2 separate regions of the Ovis aries genome follow, and region 1 is linked to region 2. The links are chromatin contacts, called in public Hi-C maps. All regions are on one chromosome and are shown on one strand. The core of a region is the stretch at or near the end of the contact, and the rest is flanking DNA. Distances in the headings are between cores, read along the strand shown.

Region 1 (6,418 bases), core at 2,511-5,010, 240 kb before region 2:
AGAATCACTGGAGGGGTGTGTGTGTGTGTGTGTGTGTTTAAAACTGATACTGAATCATCATCTCTGTAAATGGGGTCCTGTTGGCTTTTTGCCTTCCCCCAGATGATTCCAGGGTTCAGTCTGCATTGAGAACCAACCTCTTTCAGCCAGAGAGGAGCCATGACTTGCCAAAGGGCAAATGCTGAGGAAGGAGGAGTCAAGTGTCCTGATTTCTTTCCAGAACCCATAAAAAAAAGCCCTACTGTGGCACCAGACCAGGACCCCCTCACAAGAAGGCAGCAGGACCGAGGACCCCGGGTACACAGCACACTCAGAGCTGTCTCCTGATCTGCTTACCTCTGTCTGGGGGATGCTCAGCACCTCCTGCTTCCTGTCAACTCCAGCCTCAGGATCCTAGTGGCCTTCAGTGGTCAGGACTTGCACCACTGCAGGCTCAGGCCTGACCTCCCCAACCCGGAAGTGAATCCCCAACCCCCCACCTACATCCCCTTTGTTACTTTACCTTCATCAGGTGGTTGGCTCACCACATAAAATATCCAGTTAAATTTGGATTTCAGATAAACTAAGAATCCTTTTTTTAGTATAAGTGTGTCCCACGCAGCATGTGTGTGCTTATTTGTAACCCTGGCAACCCTGCTCAAAGAGCACAGTGACTCTGGTCTCGCTCAGCCAACTTAAAAGGCCTGCAAACAGCTTGCCCTGACTGCTGGCCAGTGCTTTTCCCCCATTTCCCCAGCACCGTTCAACACAGAGAAAGATTATTATATTTTAACTTAACAAAGTGTTATATTTGGGGGGGGAGATATAATTAAGAGAAATGTCTGCTTGATTATCTTGCTCCTTTATTCCTGGCAGTAGACATAAAGACCGCTTGGACCAGGAGCTGTAGCTCAGCGGGCATCCTTCTGGTGGAGATTTGTGATGTGACTCCTGTGTGCTGGGTATGGCCATCCTTTCCCCAGACAGTGGCCCTCACGACCAGCTGGAAGCCAGCGGTCAGCGCAGCCTGGACTTGGACCAGTGAAAATAAAAGCATGGGGGCCAGCACCACAGGACCCTCAGTCACTCAGGATCTCCTCCTGTCTGAGGAAGCCATGTTCCCCAACCTGGAGGAGCTGGTCAGAATCATTATTAAATCAGATGCTTTGGAGAACTGGACCAGATGAATCTGGGAAAGTCTGTTCCTTTGGCAAATCTGCCAGGCTACCTTCCATCACCTTAGACTCTAATTGGCTTGACTCTCAGGCAGCACGTCTTTTTAAAGGGACATCACTGGACAGGACAGGATGGCAAAGTTGTACTTTTTTGCCTAAAGCTGGCATCTTTCTCCTCCTTTCCCCTTAAACTCCACCTGCCCATGGTCAGTGGCTTCACTGTCCTCCCCATCTCCCAGGAGAGAAAACTGAGAGTCACCCCAGGTATCTCCCTCCCCGCCCCCATCTTCCAGTAGCCACCCCATCCCTGTCCCCCTCACCAAAATCTTTCTTTGCCTCAGGCTGTCTCCTGTGCTGGGAGGAGTGGCTGCCAGGGGCACCCTGAGGCTCCGCTATGTCCGCACTGAGCATGATCCTGATTTCTCATTTCCATATTATTAATATTAATTCTCAACTAATGGGTACAAGGCAATGCCTGTATTGTTTGAATCTGCATCTCTGTAATTCACATTTCAGTCTTTTAATCCATTTGTATAGGTACTGTTCAGGTCCTGACAACTTTTCATCCTATCTCCTTGGCGCCCCTGGCCCTTGGGGCTCTGAGCCCAAGCCAGGCAGGAGTCCTCACTGTTTTCCCTGCCTCTTGCTGTCAGACTTCACAGGCATAAGCCTTCCTGCTGGGGGCCAGGGTGAGGAACTCCACCCATTGCAAAGGTCATGAGGAAGGAGGCTTGGCATACGCAAAGGTGTGATCAAGCCTCAGGAAACCCCCTGTTCCAGAGCATCTACCCCCAAAACCAGAGTCTATCTACTTTACTGTTTCATGCTCTCACCTACACCTCTGACTTTATGGGGGGCTGTTCCCCACCGGTTCTCTCGGAGAAGGAGTCAACGTGCAGCTCCAAGGCAATAAAAATTCCTGGGCGTGACAAGAGTGTTTCAGCTTACAGATTCCTCTGAAGGTTATCTAGCCCGCCTGTATAGGTTTGTCCAGCCACATGTGATTGTTTACAGCCTCCCAACCTGAGATGTTTTAGACTTACTAAAGGCAAATTCTTTTGGGAAATTGTCAGTATAGTGGATTGGTTAGGAATTATATTGGTGAAGGGTTTTTCATTTGTTGTGCCAATAATTGCTGCTAATTCCCTGCTCTGGGTAGAACAAGGATGTCTCAGGTCAAACCTCTCTGCTGGCAAACTAGCTTGTGTGACAGGATTATCCATACTTCTGCCACATGACTGTTTACTACCTCTCAACCATAAACAGCACAGAGAGTTTTGGAGTATTTTGAGAGTCTTAATTAGCATAGGGCTTTTCTCATTGTTGAGTCAATGATTGCCGCTGGGCCTCCATATCCTTAGGCACCTGGGAATATATTAATCAATGTATTTGGAATATAGAAAAGGAAATATAGTAGTTTTTAAGGTTAGCAATACTAGACTTTTTGAGTTAATGAATCTTCTCTTTTGTAATAGATCACTGTACTTTGTTATAAATCACTGTGTCCTTGCTATGTAAAAATGTAACTTTATCACTAACTTAAGACTAAATAGATCTTAAGGGAAGCATTGGTGAAAGGATTTTCATTTGTTGGGCTGATGTTTGCTGCTAAATCTCCATATTCCCTGCCCTTATAATGAATATAACTAACATATAGGAGAAATAAGTATTAACCTTTAAGCATATAGGAGAAATAAGTATTAACCTTTAAGATTAATCATGTTAACCTTGGGTTAAATAAATTCCTTTCTTGATTGTAACTCACTACACCCTCACCCTATAGGAATGCAACTTTATTTGGAGGGTGGTGCCTGGTTTAAGAAAAAACACCCTTGGAAAAAATAAGTTTTTGGTTATCAGAAAGAAAGGGTTGTAAAATGTCAGCAGGCCTCATGGCCAGAAGATGATGTAAAACCCCTAAGATCTTTTTTTATGTAAAGCACCTGATTTTGATAAAGGTCAGGACTGCTGACCCCCGTGTGACTCTGTATTCATCCTTATGTGTAACAAAAGGCGTATAAGCAAACCCAAAAATAAAGAAATCGGATCAGTTTCTGGAAATTCTGATTCCCCCGTGTCGTTTTCTTCCCTTCTGGCTGAATTCCCATCTGGTACGTGGGTACTCACCAAAGCTACTAACTTTGCCTGGGCTTCTGAGATCGGACCAGGGAGGCTTCAGTGCCTCCTCTCCTTCGGGAGAACGGAAAGACGCCTGTGGCCTACGTAGGTGGTGATTGGTATTCCACGTAAACCAAGTTTTTCAGCCTCCTTTTCTCCACTAATTTTCCTACTACACTATCCGTTTCTAATCTCTCTATATATCTGTAATTAAATAAGTTTTTTCCTAGGACGCCTATTCCGTCTCCCCTTCGAATTACCCTGGATCCACTGGGGCTGGACCCCGGCACCTTCCTCTCCATAAAGCCCTTCAGGAACAGCTGGGCATCCATAATGAATATGCAGCCTGCTCACCGTGGCCCTCGAAACTCCAGCTAGCTTTCCAGCCTTGCTTGTCTTTCCATCTGCTTTCCAACCAGCCTGTTCCAGAGGCCTCAGCCCTGACCTCACCGCTTGCCTGTCTCCACCCCTTGGCTCATGCTCTGCTTGCACAATCTCAAGGCTCAGGGATCCAACACAGCTTCCGGAGGTCTGTGCTCGTCTGACCTCTGCCTCCCCTGAACTCGCCAGCACCTGCTCGGCGCCCACCCCATCAAGCTTGTGTTTCCATCCCAGACACCCCCTATCTGCTCTTTCCCATCAGACCGTGAGCTCCTGGAGAGCCTGCTTACATCTGATTCTCTTCTCCCAACCCCTGGACTTCAGCCAAGCCAGTCCACACTGTAGGCGTGGGCAGGGAAACCGGGCAGGCGGCTGGGCCGTGGTTCAGTACAGGGAGACCAAGAGCTTCTCCGGGCTGGGAACGGGAAAGGAGATACGGACAGAGGACACTCAGAGGCAGTCAGTGACAGGCTGGCCATGAGGACTAAGGGGAGGAGAGTCTGGAGACCACTCCCAGCTCCTGGGCTTGGTGACTTGCAGGGCAGGGGTCCTGGAGGAGCTGGGGACAGAGTCTGGCTTACACATGTGTGTGGCTGTCCTGCTGGAACACCAGTTGCTGAGCAGAGAGAGGTGTCACCGTGGAGCCAGACACCAGGCCTAAGGCGGAGATTTGAGACAACCAGAGAGGAGCCCCTAATCACCGCAACTAGGGCAAAGCCCCTGCAGCAACAAAGACCCAGTGCTGCCAAAACTAAACAAACAAATAAGTTAATTAAATTATTTTTTTTAAGATGGAGATTTGAGGTCATCAGCGTAGAGGTGGGATCTGACTGCAAGGGTCTGCATGGGAATTACCCAGGGAACCCGACTGACAGCCAACCCGAAGGCGACCAGCATGCAAGAGGTGAGGGGAAAACTGGTTGCGGGGGTGCAGCCAGACTTGGGTGAGAGGATGGTGTCCTGAGAGCTGAGAGAGGACCATTGCTGTGAGTGAGCAGCCCACAGGCGCAGACGCTCAGAACTGAAGGACATCCGTCCCCGCCCACCCAGCTCCTTGTCCTCCCGGCTCGCTCCTCAGGGAGGAGCCATCCTATCAGCTGAGCAGGCAAAGCCACGGTGTTCGCCCTCCCCAGGGGCCCCGTCACCTGATTTCTCCTGGACCCCCTGGAGGTGGGTACGCGCAGCTTGAGTCCTCAACACCAAGTCAGAGCTCTACCCCACCCCTCATCTTTTTCATCAGCCCTGCTTTTATCCTCTCCCTTTCTCTTTTGATCAATTAAAACCACATTTCCATATGGTAGTGTATATGTTTCCATGCCTCTCTCTCTGTTTGTCTCACCCTCTCCTTACCCACCCTCCATGACCTTGTCCATCAGTCTGTTCTCTATCTCTGCATCTCCACTGCTGCCTTGCAAATAGATTCATCAGTACCATCTTTCTAGGTTCCATGTATATGCGTCAATCTACGATATTATATTGTAAAGCAGTTGTCCTTCAATTAAAAAAAAAAAAACACCACGTTTTGAGGCAGAGGAATAGAAACAGACATTGGCTCTTGAACTGGATGTCAAGAGAGGTTGGCCTCTATTTTGTGGAAACGGAGCCCTGGTATCTCAGGGTGGAGATGAGACAGGGGTAAGTATTAAATAACAGAAAAACACCAGGGGAGCCACATTGCTTTATTCTCCAGACCACAACGCAGCTTTGATGGGTGCTTTGCAAAGCTTGCAGAAGGTCCTATTAGGTATCATTCTCAGAGACCAGGGTAATGAAAGAGCCCCTGGGTGGTGGAGCCAGCCATGCCCCCTTATCCACCTTGGAGATGCAACTCCAGCCCTCGCATTTGAAGAACCCAAGCCTCAGCTCCTCTCACCATCTCTTGCCCAGCTGGGCCCAGAGGCCATCTGCCTAGGGTCCTGGCCCATCTGCCCTGCACCTATGGCTCCCCTGCCAGAGCCTCAATGGACACAGTGACCCTCACAGAGCCACAGCTGGACTTCAAGTCCCACTCCTGACTGGCATTGATGGGTAGTCCTGGGGAGCCCGAGCCCTGCCTGGGGGACAGCTGGACACTCAGCCAGCGACACCGGGCCTCATCGCAAGCCAGCACCACGGTTCCCTCGGGATTGCTGTAGGTGCATCGGCTCCTGGCTGCCCTTTCCTCCGCAACCAGATCCCAGGCGCCCCCCGGCTCCCTGTCCTCCGGGCCCGGAGCCTGGAAGCCCAGGTGGTCCCGGGTGATGGGGCACACCAGCTGTTCTTCCTTCAGTGCAGGCACCACCTGGCCCTTGAGGTAGGCAGGGCCGGCACAGTAGGTCTGGATGTTGAAGAGCCGGTCGCTATACTGATGCAGCCAGCTAAAGAGATAGGCCAGGTTGCAGTCACACTGCCAGGGGTTCCCATACAGGGCCAGGTTGAACAGGTTGTCGTTGGTGTCGAAGATGCCCTCGGGGAGCGTGGTCAGGAGATTCCTGGAGAGGCTGAGCAGCTCGAGCTTGGACAGGTTCTGGAAGAGGGTGGGGTGCAGGACCGTCAGGTTATTGCTGCTCAGGTAGAGCTTGACCAACCCCTCGAGGCCTCTGAACACACTGGCCGGCAGATGGGTGAGGGCGTTGTGCGAGAGCGTGAGGAATCTGAGGCTGGTCAGGTTGGCAAAGGCTGCCTCGGGGACTGTCTCCAGCTGATTGTGGGACAGGGACAGGCTGACCAGGCCTGGGGAGTGGGCGAAGAGGCCGGCAGGCAGTGTCTGCAACACGTTGCCCTGT
Region 2 (6,545 bases), core at 375-2,874:
TAAATCTCTTCCTTCTGAATTCCCCAAATAATGTGTTTTTAAATGTCATTTTAAGTAATAAAAACATCGCTGGAATCCAGGCATGCAGAGAATTTGAGCAGAAGATAATCTACTCTCTGGTCATAAAAACAAAAAAAGTCCTGGGAGGTGACAGGCACAGGTGGCTGTCATGAATCATGTGCTCATTTGTCACTTGGAGTTGAGGATGGCAGGGAGACAGGAGCCAGCTGGCCAAGGTCTCCAAGTGACAACATGGGGGAATGTTGATCTATGCTCTCTCAGTCACTCCCAGCACCATTGCCACTAGGGAGCTGCTGGGCTTCCTCCTGTTCAGAGACTTTTGTTCCAAGCACATTTCTTCCTTGGGTCATGCATCTTCTCTGAATCCCCACTAGATGGTTTGGACAAAGCAGAAAGAACTCTGAACTGAAAGAGCCTGGAAAGAACCTCAACTTTCAGACTCTCCTCTTATTTTCAGATTTTTTTCCCCTAGAGGAATTTGGCAGGGGCCCAGCCATCTAAGAGGGGCTCACAAAAACAGGAACTGAAATCAAGCCACAGGAAGTCCCTTCTGGAGTAAAGAGAGAGCACAATTGTCCATACCTGCTCCAAGATTAGGGCTTCCCAATACTTCTGCTGCAGAATAAAAAGAGATAAAGAAAAAAAGTGTTGAATAGAGTTTGCCACCATCACGGAGCAGAGCAGAGATCAGCGCCAGCCCATCAGCTCCTTGAGCCAGAAGCCTGGCCCTGCATTGGGCTGGAGGCAAAGGAACAGCTGACTTCAGCAAGCAAGAAGGCAGCAGCTACTAGCGGCTCCAATTTAGTTAAATGGTCACCAGGATAATTGTGATAATTATGAAGGGCTTGAAAAAGATTATCATCTATACAGATTTTAAATTACTATTATTAGGATTTATTATTATTAGACATAACAATGAAGATTCCATTTATTAACCACATGGCTGAGATGAGTCAACTCGAAACCATAAAACTAAGAAAAAGAGATGCAAATAAAATCTTCACTTTGAAACTCCAGGGTATTTGCTACCACCCAAGATTCATTTTTAATCAGCCTTTACTGTACAGTTGGTTCCACCCCAAACCTCAAATATATCTGATTCAGGTTCTTAAAGGGTAACTTTGCCATCTGCTCTCATTCCTCTGGCACCTCCTGCAGTGCCCGGGACATGTGTGTTTGTGTGTGTGTGTGTGTGTGTGTGTGTGTGTGTGTAGCTGTGTTATCTGAATTAAGATTATAAAAACTTTATTGAACCCCTCTATTTGTCTGCTGATAACTGCTAGCCCAGAGATGGGGCTCAGCTATGTGTGTGGGGGGGTGGGGGGTTGCGGGTGGAGTTCCACTCTGGGCCAGAGGTGGAGGAAGGGGCGGAGCAGGCAGAGAGGTGGCCCAGGCTGTGCTGGCAGAGCTCTGCCTCAAGCTCACACCCAGGGCACCTGGTAGGCCCGGGGCAAAGGGCAGAGACCCCATCTTGACTCTGAGGAGGGCAGAGAAGGGGCACCAAAGCTGGGTTCTTGGTCTGTGCCCCCACACAAGCTCCCTGTCCCTCCCTGGGCAGGATGTGGTGGCCCCAGCAGGAGAGAGGGCAGAATATGGGGTGGGTGAGGCAAAAGGAAGCCTGACAGTCTTCTCCCCAGTTCCTCCCTCTTCTCCCGCCTTCCCATCCTCCCCCATGAAGCCCTTCCCGTTTTTTGCAGGAGGACAGAATGTACTTCAAAAACTTGAGTCACCGCTGACTTCAGCTGTGCCACGCCTTTTTCTTTTGAACAACTCTTTAATTATAAGATTTTCAATCATACACAAAAGTAAAACAATAACACCCATGGACACACCCTCCTTCATTTGTTCTAGCTCCCCCAAGCTTTCATTGGCTTAAGTATTTTAAAGTAAATAATGTCATCTGTAAATACTTCAGTATTATCTTATAGATAAGGACTTTAAAAAAATCCTAAGCACAATGCCATTATTACACCTAACAAAGTTGTTATAATTCCACAGCATTGATTTTTTAATGACATCCTACTGGAGGGAACATAAACTGAAAAAAAAAAAAGATTAATTGGAGAAGATACGAAATTACTAAAAATGATGGTTCCTCATACAGTGCAAAGGACGGAAATGTTGATGACAACATAGGGATTGAAAAAGTTACATAACTTCTGCAAACGTAATGGAAATAAAACGAGAGGTGAAAGAAAGAATGGTAACCTTCATCTTTCTTTAGAAAATACACATGTTCATGTAAAGTATAATTGGTGATGTGTGATTGCCACAGTGAGTTTTGTAGTTTGTTTTAAAAAAATTACTAAATTCAGTGTGATATACTGGATTATATTCTGGAACAGAATAAGCATTTTAATGGAAAAACTGGTGTAATTCAAATAAAGTCTGTACTTTAGGTAACAGTAATGTACTACCGGAATAATGTTAATTTCTCAGTTCTGACACATGCAGCATGGTGCTGCAATGTGTTAATCTTAGGAGGAATTGAGTGAAGGTAAATAAGAACGCTCTGCACTACCTTTGTAACTTTTCTGTAAATCTAAAATTATTCCCAAAGAAAAAGTGTATTTAAAGACAAGCAAACAAGTAAGCAAACAAATAAAGAAGCTGGAGTCCTAACCAGGTTTGAAATGAAACCCTGAAACCGCCTTTCCAAAATCTTCAGCAACCTAAAATTTCAGAAGAGTGCCCTCTAGTGGAAGTAGTAGATGAGACTGTCCCTAAGAAATATGATTAATCCAAATCTTTGTAACTGAGGTCTCTCTCCACCCCTTAGGAAAAAAAGCGAAAATAACTAACATTTTTGTAGTCTTTTCCCTGTTTCAGGAGCAACATTTGTTCATTTTTGTATAGAAACTTTTTAAACAACCAAACTGAAGACTGCATGTAATTCTATCCCTGAAAGAGAGCCTTTATGATTTAATGAAGGAACAGCCCTCTGAAACACACACGCAAAAATCAAATTATGCAAATTGCTTTTCTCTCTTAACACAGAATAAGCATTTCTATACACCCTTAAATTGTCTTTAGGACCACAATTCCATCACTTTCGTGAACCACAGCACACAGTATTTCAATTCACCTCATTGCTAAAAGTACACTTTTGGTGTTCTGAAACCTGCCCCCAAGTCATGCGCTAACTTCTTTGTTCCTGAAGACTCTGAGGCGTATCTCTGCCACTGAGGAGAGTCACTTTCCAGACTGGCAGCTGAATGGGCCCCCAGAGGCCATCTGTACAACACCCTCCTTATATTTAGGGAGAAGAGACCTCCCCAGGACTCGGGTGGTGAGATGCTGCTGGGCTCAGGACCCGTTATAAAGGCTTTTTTTGTTTTTCTGAACATAAAGTTTTGAGACTGGCCAGATACACACCAGCTACAGTTCAGTCTTAGATTTCATTAAGTAGATTTCCTTTTTTATTTTCCTTGCACCTCTGAGGCATTTAAACCTTCCACCGTGCACTTCAGTATCTCATCCTTCCTATTTTTTTTAGTTAATTAAGCAGTTCTGTAGCACTTAACTTGGGATCAAACATGGTTTCCGCTCTCATACATTCTTTCCCTATCTCTACCAGCTCTCTACCTCTCTGCCTTATGGTTATACAGCGGAGTGACAAACAGACTCAAGGGATTAGCTCTGGTAGATAGAGTGTCTGAAGAACTATGGATGGAGGTTCGTGACACTGTGGAGTGATCAAGACCACCTCCAAGAAAAAGAAATGCAAAAAGGCAAAAATGGCTGCCTGAGGAGGCCTTACAAACACCTGAGAAAAGAAGAGAAACGAAAGGTAAAGGAGAAAAGGAAAATTATACCCATTTGAATGCAGAGTTCCAACGAATAGCAAGGAGAGATAAGAAAGCCTTCCTTGGTGATCAATGCAAAGAAATAGAGGAAAACAATAGAATGGGAAAAATTAGAGATCTCTTCAAGAAAACTAGAGACACCAAGGGAACATTTCATGCAAAGATGGGCACAATAAAGGACAGATATGGTATGGACCTAACAGAAGCAGAAGATATTAAGAAGAGGTGGCAAGAATACACAGAAGAACTGTATAAAAAAGATCTTCATGACCCAGATAATCACGATGGTGTGATCACTCACCTAGAGTCAGACATCCTGGAATGCAATGTCAAGTGGGTCTTAGGAAGCATCACTACGAACAAAGCTGGTGAGGTGATGGAATTCCAGTTGAGCTATTTCAAATCCTAAAAGATGATGCTGTGAAAGTGCTGCACTTAATATGCCAGCAAATTGGGAAAACTCAGCAGTGGCCACAGGACTGAAAAAGGTCAATTTTCATTTCAATCCCAAAGAAAGGCAGTGTCAAAGAATGCTCAAACTACTGCCCAATTGCACTCATCTCACGCACTAGCAAAGTAATGCTCAAATTTCTCCAGGTCAGGCTTCAACAGTACATGAACCATGAACTTCCACATGTTCAAGCTGGATTTAGAAAAGGCAGAGAAACCAGAGATCAAATTGACAACATCTGTTAGATCATCAAAAAAGCAACAGAGTTCCAGAAAAACATCTACTTCTGTTTTACTGACTATGTCAAAGCCTTTGACTGCGTGGATCACAACAAACTGTAGAAAATTCTTCAAGAGATGGGAAGACCAGACCACCTGACCTGCCTCCTGAGAAATCTGTATGCAGATCAGGAAGCAACATTTAGAACTGGACATGGAACAACAAATGGGTTCCAAATTAGGGAAGGAGTATGTCAAGGCTGTGTATTGTCACCCTGCTTATGTAACTTATATGCAGAGTACATAATGAGAAACGCTGGGCTGGATGAAGGTCAAGCTGGAATCAAGATTGCCGGGAGAAATATCAATAACCTCAGATATACAGATGACACCACCCTTATGGCAGAAAGCAAAGAAGAACAAAAGAGCCTCTTGATGAAGGAGAGTGAAAAAGTTGGCTTAAAACTCAACATTCAGAAAACTAAGATCATGGCATCTGGTCCCATCACTTCATGGAAAATAGATGGGGAAACAGTGGAAACAGTGACAGACTTTATTCTGGGGGGTTCCAAAATCACTGCAGGTGGTGACTTCAGCCATGAAATTAAGACACTTGCTCCTTGGAAGAAAAGCTATGACCAACCTAGACAGCATATTAAAAAGCAGACACATTACTTTGTCAACAAAGATCCGTCTAGTCAAAGCTATGGTTTTTCCAGTGGTCATGCATGGATGTGAGAGTTGGACTATAAAGAAAGCTGAGCGCAGAAGAATTGATGCTTTTAAACTGTGGTGTTGGAGAAGACTCTTGAGAGTCCCTTGGACTGCAAGAAGATCCAACCAGTCCATCCATCCTAAAGGAAATCAGTCCTGAATATTCATTGGAAGGACTGATATTGAAGCTGAAACTCTAATATTTTGGCCACCTCATGAGAAGAACTGACTCACTGGAAAAGACTCTGATACTGGGAAAGATTGAAGGCAGGAGGAGAAGGGGACAACAGAGGATGAGATGGTTGGATGGCATCACCGACTCAATGGACAGGAGTTTGAGCAAGCTCTGGGGGTTGGTGATGGACAGGGAAGCCTGGCGTTGCAAAGAGTCAGACATGACTGAGCGACTGAACTGACCAGCTCAAACTTTTTACTCGGCTCTTCCTTCATGGTCTGTAGTGAGTAAAATGGGATGTGAGATAGCAAAATGGGTCACAAGCCATGGAGTGCTATGTGCAAGGCCCCTGGTGACCTGGACCAGTGAAGGAGGAGTTCTGACCCACGGAGGGCTGGTTTCCTTAATAAAGATGACAGTTTCAATGCAGGGACATGCCAAGGTTGGCATAAAGGGTCGAGATGGAGAAGCCATATGTATCACAACGGTGGGCAGCAGGGGTTGGGAAAAGGGCCCTTTCTACTCCAGTCACAGGGATTTACAAATACTGTATTTAAGCCAAACTCTAGGACCACCAGGCAACCTTGGCCCTGGCAACCTTGGTTCCTATTCCTGATTCTTTAAAATATTTTTTTTACCCTTTAAAATATGAGAAATAGCTGACATATAACATTGTATATTTGTGGGGGTTTTGGAAGAAATTTTGCTATTCATGTGCTGCTCAGAACCAAAGGACTGACTCAGTGTGACTAGCCTCCGCCTGCCTCCCCCAGCCATACACCTTCACACCTAGAGTCACTTGCTAAATGGGGCCTGAAAGATAACCTGGTCCACAGCTGAGTATCTGTGGGAACGGTGCTTTGTCAGCCTCACCAGCTCCCTGAACTCATTATCTTCACTTACAGAGCAAGTTCAGAAAAATGAACAGCACTGCCTGGCGCAGGGACCCAGGGCCAGCGTGGGTGTCCAGCCCACCTGCAGCCTGCTGTCCACCGCACCGCATCTAGAACCATCGACAGGTTTGCAGAGCCCCAGCAGCACCCCCATTTGATCCTCACAATCTCTGTCATGTAGGCAGGGCAGGTCTCCTGATTCCTGTTTACAAAGGGAGAAACTCAAACCCAAGGAGTCCAGTGCAGAAAAGTATGGCCACCAGGCAG

The links. Hi-C and Micro-C count contacts between places; a contact is called where the count stands out from the background.
Region 1: a Hi-C map of skin fibroblasts shows a contact between it and region 2, with 3 times the contacts expected there. The contact joins two enhancer-like sites. A contact is called at or near these places in 3 of 16 Hi-C or Micro-C datasets (mixed tissues, skin fibroblasts and tail adipose tissue).

The regions. Positions count from the first base shown.
Region 1 is chr1:194,009,668-194,016,085 of ARS-UI_Ramb_v3.0, reverse strand. CPN2 (carboxypeptidase N subunit 2) reads right to left here. Exons shown (of 2, transcript XM_004023405.6): 2 at 5,312-6,418. The coding sequence ends at 5,590. Among named protein-coding and RNA genes, the nearest start is that of CPN2, 11 kb to the right of the region's middle. Within about 2 kb of position 3,760, at least 22 of the 54 cell types and tissues checked have an H3K27ac peak or open chromatin away from gene starts, as enhancers often do.
Region 2 is chr1:193,771,755-193,778,299 of ARS-UI_Ramb_v3.0, reverse strand. All of the region lies in intron 9 of TMEM44 (transmembrane protein 44), which reads right to left. Among named protein-coding and RNA genes, the nearest start is that of TMEM44, 37 kb to the right of the region's middle. Within about 2 kb of position 1,624, at least 12 of the 54 cell types and tissues checked have an H3K27ac peak or open chromatin away from gene starts, as enhancers often do.